2 separate regions of the Mus musculus genome follow, and region 2 is linked to region 1. The links are chromatin contacts, called in public promoter capture Hi-C maps. All regions are on one chromosome and are shown on one strand. The core of a region is the stretch at or near the end of the contact, and the rest is flanking DNA. Distances in the headings are between cores, read along the strand shown. Region 1 holds the start of Dzip1 (DAZ interacting protein 1). Region 2 holds the start of Sox21 (SRY (sex determining region Y)-box 21).

Region 1 (2,987 bases), core at 48-2,547:
TATTTTGAGCACTTTCCATAGTAATATAAATAAATCCACATGAAAGTGTCCAGGAAATAAAACATACACTTCATATAAGGCACACATTCACAAGATTCTGAGGCAATAAGAAAATCACATTTTACTGCAACCTAGCACAGAAGCCCTAAGAATATAGACCGTTTTAAAGACTGGTTCTTTCATGTATTTGATGCCTAGCTTAGAACACATCTGCTGACCTTAGCCCTCAGTTTCCCCGTGTGGGTTACGGACCTGGCAGGTTTGTGGATTCTGGGCTCCATCCACTGGGCTGGCAGGATCAGCGGGAACAGGGGAGGTGTGTCGCTCACCGCTGTGTTTCAAGCACCTAGTGCAGAAAGGAAAGGGCGTTTAGAATGTGCTTGGTTAATTAAACAAAAAACAAAAATCAAAAAAACGGTCGACTGACTTAGGTGTTCAGTAAAAAAGATAATGGCTCCAGGCCCATACCCTCCTATTTTCTTTGCCTTTGCCTTGCTAAACGGGTGAACCTTTGCTCTGTTCCAAAGGCTCTCTAGCTGAACCTGGGAGAGGCTCCCGCGCTTCCGCAGCAGACCCAGTAAGAACCGGTGCAGGCCCAAGGTCTTGGCAGTCCATGAGCTTAGGGCATCTGCGGTTAGCCATCCTTACCCCCTAGGTCGAATCCTCCACAAGATGGCCGGAACAGGAAGGCAGGGGGCATACTTTCCTGTTCCCCTACTCCCACCCCAGACTGGGTTCCCAATCCTGTGCAGCCTATGTTCTGGGCACACTGCACTGTACTGCTGGCCTGATGAACCCGAAAAGACAAAGGCTTGGGAAGCCGGGTTGAGGGGAGCTGCAGATCTGCAGTCTTGCGGATCTCAGCAGACAGAATAGGGAAGAAGGCCCGACTTCGCCAACAGAGATGCGAGATGCTCTGTGTGGCTGAAGTCCGGCGGACGCCCGGAGCATCCTAGACCTCGGCTCACCCCAGCTGCGCGCTCCTGGGCGAAAGCCGGGCGCTGCAAGGCACGGGGAGTCACGGGGGATCCAGATCCCGGGATTGCTGCTGGCGCAGAGGCGGGGCTCGCCGAGGCCGAGGAGCAACTGAGCAGCAAGAGGCAGGCGGCTCCTTCTTCCAGGGCGCAAGATAAAGCGTGTCTGGTCCGGGCAAGTTGTGACGAGGCGGGTAGCCCAGCGTCGCTCCTTGTCCTCCCAGGCTCCAGGCCGTGGGTGGTTAAGGCTGCCCCACCCCCCTCCCGCCCCCTCCCCTCTACGGTCTTCTGGTGGCCTCTTCTCTCCGCTTACCCGGCTCCTCTGGCAGCTGGGCGGGACCGCCCGCGCCTAGACCGCAGCACTAAAAAAACGCTCCTCCAATCCCGCAGCTGCTGCAGACACGTGATGCTACGCTGAGCTCTGTTGCTGGCTCTGGGTGCTAGCCCCGGGAAGACTTTTTCAAAAAGAACCCAGATTCACTTCTACAGGGTAGTAATTCTCTCTTTCAGCTCGCTGATTCCTCTGAAGGGCAGCTGTGATTTTTCTTCCCAGAAAAGTTGCATTTTAGCTGGAGATGCCTGCAGATAAAAGAGAGCTTCAAGGGTCTAATGCGGATGTGCTCTAGAGCTAAGAAAAGGTGTGAGCGCCTCTTTAACCTGAAGTTGGAACTATGATCCTGCTGGAGAGGAAGGATCCCCGTATGCTCAATAGTGCCTCTCATAAAAACACCCTATCTAAGGGGATGATATTCACTCACGATGAGTGTTGGATTCTGAAACTAACAAGATGACAGAGCAGAAGTCGGCAGGAACTAGGTTTTTAACACACTTGATGGAAGTCCGTATTCTGCCTTGAGAAGGCTAGGCTGATGGGTTCCATGGCAGGCTTCAGATTAGCAGTTAAGGAGACTAGGCCTAAATCTCTGTTTTTAAGAACTGGGCAATTGGTCCAGGCAAGTCCAGGCCTCAGAAGCTGCCCTGACAGCTGGTCTGAGGCAAGGACAATGGGTCAGCAACAATTTCCAGACCTCCCCAGCTCCCACACCCTGGTAATGGAATGCCCATAGAGATGGACCTAACAGATGGAGGTCACCTACCTCAGCATCCCTTAATGTGCTTTAAATCCGGCCTGCGAGCTCACTTGGTTGACTCTCCATCTTGGAAGTGGGAGAGCCCAGCATGGTGGACTTCTGCAGAATAAAACATTCTGCGTTTACATACTATTTGAGTCCAGGGTATCATTCTTTGGCAAATCATGGACCCTTGCAACCTGAAAACTATCTTATAGCTGGTCTTTCAGTTAACTGAGATCTATTTAAATTCAATTCGAAGAATTAGAAGAAATCACAAATGCGGGAGATATTAGCACAAAATAATGTGCTGGTTAGTTTTCATCAACTTGACATTAACTATGGTCACCTAGGAATACAGAACCTAATTAAAGAATTGCCTCCATCAGATTGGCCTGCAGGCATGTCTGTGGGGCATTTCCTGTGTTACTGTTTGATATGGGAGGGCTCAGCTCACTGTGGGTGGTTCCACTTTTGGGCAGGTGATCCTGAATTCATTCTCCCCCTCCTCCTCTCCCCCTCCCCTCCCCCTTCCCCTCCCTTCCCCCTCCCCCTCTCCCATCTGATTGAACTTGAGGAGTAAGCCAGTAAGCAGCACTTCTCAGAGGTCTCTGCTTCAGATTCTGCCTCCAGGTTCCTTCTTAAGTAACTACCCGGGCTTCCCTTCTTGATAGATTGTGTTCTGATAACCAAGCCAATGTAAAGCAAGTGAGCCCTTTCCTTCCCAGGTTGCTTTTGGTCACAGCTGTTGTTATGGTTTATGTATGTTCAGCCCAGGGAGTGGCACTATTAGAAGATGTGGCCCTGTTGGGGTAGGTGTGGCCTTGTTGGAGTAGGTGTGCCACTGTGGGTATGGGCTTTAAGACCCCCATCTAGCTGCCTGGAAGCCAGGATTCTGCTAGCAGCTTTCAGATGAAGATGTAGAATTCTCAGTTCCTCCTGC
Region 2 (2,867 bases), core at 220-2,719, 690 kb before region 1:
CTTCCGCCGCTGAGCCCGCGACCACACCATGAAGGCGTTCATGGGCCGCTTGACGTGGTCCACAGGCTTGGACATGCTGTCGCCGTGCCGCGGCTGCAGCCCGCCGCCGCCGCCACCGGGGCCCTCGGCCTCCGCCCGGAGGAAATCAATGTTGGCTGCCAGAGGGAACCGGCTCAGCGGGCGGCCGTGCGTCCCCGCGTCGTTCCCGCGCGGGAAGAGAGGACCAGACGACCAGCCCTGGGTCGGGGCGCTGCGTCCCGGACCGCTTTGGTCTGTCTGGTCGAGCTCTAAGAAAAAATCCTCTCCGGGACCCTGAAACTTCTCCTCGGTGTCCCCACTCCGCGGTGTCACTCTGCCCTCTGCTTTTTTGTCCTCTGTCCCGTTGCTTTGGCTCGCCAACTCCCTGCAGGTGGCCGCTGCCTGGTTCTGCTCTCCCCTCTCCTCTGTCTTCAGCGCCTTAAAAGCCAAGCAGCCCCGAAAGTTGAGCGGCGGAGGATCCACCAAGTTGAGCCGAGAAGCCCGCCGCCGCGTGCTGCCAAGTGCCAAAGGGGGCTCTCGGCGGCTGGAGTGTTTGGGTTCTCCCCGGTGACTTTCTCATTTGACAGAAGCAGATGGGAGTGGGGGAGGGGTGGCCGCGAAGAGGAAGAGGAGGGGTAGGGTCGGGGCGCGCAGAGCAGGGCGGCGGACAGAAACACAAACACTGCAGCGGCCCGTCTTCTGTGTCGGGGTCAGGGCGCGCTGATGGAACCCCCAATCCTGTAGTTCTGCTGAGGGCTGACGCTGTCCCCGGGCACCTGCCTGGAGAATCTTGCTGCCGGGCTTTGGCACAGGAGAGGAGAGGAAGGAGGCGGGCTGAGGTTTTGAGTTAGCCTGAGTCGCCGGGCCTCAGTGGAGACTGTCCGGGTTCTCCGACTCGCTGCTGCAGGCTGTCCCCGGGGCCATGCTTGCTCCGCTGGCTCCCAGCTTCCCCGGGCGCACTGAAGGTCTCGGGCTCCCGGAGCACTCCAGAAGCGGAGGGCTGCTCGGTGCGGCGCGGCCGGCCAGGCCCGGGCGCCTTCTCCCAGCTCCGGTCGCAGCAGCCAGACACTTGCAACTAACTTCTCCCAAGTTTCCGGCCCGGGCTCAGCCGCGCCCCTCTCGGTGAGCGCGCCTCCGAGCGTGCGCCCGCGTGGGTGCCGCGCCCGCGAGCCCCTGGGTCCCGGCTACTCCGGGCGCCGCAGGCTGGAAGGATGCAGGGATCCAGGTCCTGGAGGAGGACGGGGATTAAAGAAAACGTGCTATATCACCTCAGATCGCAGGTCTGCTCTGGGGCTGCTCCTGCTTTCCCAGCTCCGGGCCCAGGCTTTCGCTCCGCCGCTTCCGAGGCGACTGCAGCCCGGCTCAGGTGAGTGTCGCCACCTGCGAGTGTTGGCGCCGGCAGCGGGCGCTGGGTGTGCATGTCCAGCCGCGGCCGTGTGTGAGTGTGTGTGTATATCCTGGGAGTGCGGAGGAGGAGCCGGGGAGTCCAGGAGGGAGGAGGGACCAGCGGAGCCTCCTCCCGTCCCCCCTCCCAACACTCCTCCTCCTACTCTTTTTTCACTTTGAGTGCAGGTTTAGGCGAGTGGAGTGTCCGCCGCGCGCCGCGGAGTCTGCGCACTGTTTGGAGCTTGGTGTCGCCGGCGGCTCCCCTGTTCTGCCCAGCGCTGCTGGTGCTCTGCTGGCTGCTCTTCCGGGAGGATGAAAGCGGTACACCAGAGGAAAAGAGCTTCAGAAACTGGCGAGGAAGAGGGTTGAGCCTGGGGGTGGGAGTGGGGGAAGAGTCTTTGAAAGTGTTTGAGACTGTTCCGAATGGCAAGAAAGTACTCATTTTCCTTGGAGGGCCAGGTGTGACTCGCAACAGACGCCTCCGGCAGTTTCTTGCCTCATGGTTGCACTCAGAGGTAGTGGAGTGGAAAGTAGCCCAGGATGGACAGAACATTTTTGGCAAGCCTTTGGAAAAGGAATGAGCCTAGGTTGAGCCCGCATCCCCTTCTGAATACACAGCTTTTTTAAACAGTTGTCTTCTGTCTTGTTTTGCCTTCTTTTAATTCTGGTCGTCAGAGCTATCTCTGTGTTGTTTCTTTAACGTTTGCAGTCTCTCAACGATAGGGCAAAGCTGCTTCAAATCAAAAGCATAAATCATTTCTCTAAATAAAAATTTTAAAAATGTTCTACTCTGACAGTTTTTATGCTGTTGAGCCAGTTTTCTTGCTTGGTAGTTAGAGCTATTATAATTGACGCTATACACAATCAAAAATCAAATAGCACCCCCGAATATTCCTGGGGAACCCCCCTCCTCAGGGACTTTGTGTTTCAGGCAGATTACTTGTCTTCCTTTGGCTGTTTGCAAGTAACACATTCGTATACACGGTTAGCTTTTTTTAAAATGTCTTTTTGCAATTTATGTCCAGTTTGTACACACACGGGACCTTTGAACCATTGATTTGTAATCAGGGCATTAACATGAATTGGTTTGCACTCCTATTTATTTAAGAATTGGGCTTGTTTTGTTGCTCATTTAAATTGAAGAAGGCGATGGCTTTTGAAATGTTTGTTGTGATAACAGACATGCCAGTCAGCAGTGGCATGTTAAGTGGGTTTCTGTTTTCCTTAGCTGTCATGTTTGTAAATGCTTATTTTGTATTGTTTTTGCTCTCCTGTTGCTAAAACAATTGAACTGATTCCTCTAGAATCATAATTCTTTACCTCACTTTTGTAGACACTGTCATTCAGACTCTGGGTGGTGCGATGCTAAGACTCTGGCAAGTGTAATTACATAGACTAGGATATTAAATACACTGTTTCATGATGATAAACTACAAAATTACTGTCTCTGAGCTTTCAACCTA

The links. Promoter capture Hi-C pulls out the DNA fragments that hold promoters and counts their contacts.
Region 2: a promoter capture Hi-C map of embryonic stem cells shows a contact between it and region 1, with 4 times the contacts expected there. The contact joins the promoter of Sox21 here to the promoter of Dzip1 in region 1. A contact is called at or near these places in 1 of 39 promoter capture datasets (embryonic stem cells), 1 of 15 datasets of contacts at CTCF or cohesin (large pre-B cells), 5 of 484 Hi-C or Micro-C datasets (LSK cells and embryonic stem cells), 7 of 115 datasets of contacts at active chromatin or transcription factors (embryonic limb bud, embryonic stem cells and stem cell-derived neural progenitor cells) and 3 of 9 other capture datasets (embryonic stem cells, liver and macrophages).

What each region holds. Positions count from the first base shown.
Region 1 is chr14:118,924,173-118,927,159 of GRCm38.p6, forward strand. It overlaps Dzip1 (DAZ interacting protein 1), which reads right to left and starts at 1,298. Exons shown (of 22, transcript NM_025943.3): 1 at 969-1,298; 2 at 253-346.
Region 2 is chr14:118,235,561-118,238,427 of GRCm38.p6, forward strand. Sox21 (SRY (sex determining region Y)-box 21) reads right to left here and starts at 1,470. Exons shown (of 1, transcript NM_177753.3): 1 at 1-1,470. The coding sequence starts at 75. It overlaps Gm4675 (predicted gene 4675), which reads left to right and starts at 672. Exons shown (of 3, transcript NR_131969.1): 1 at 672-1,384.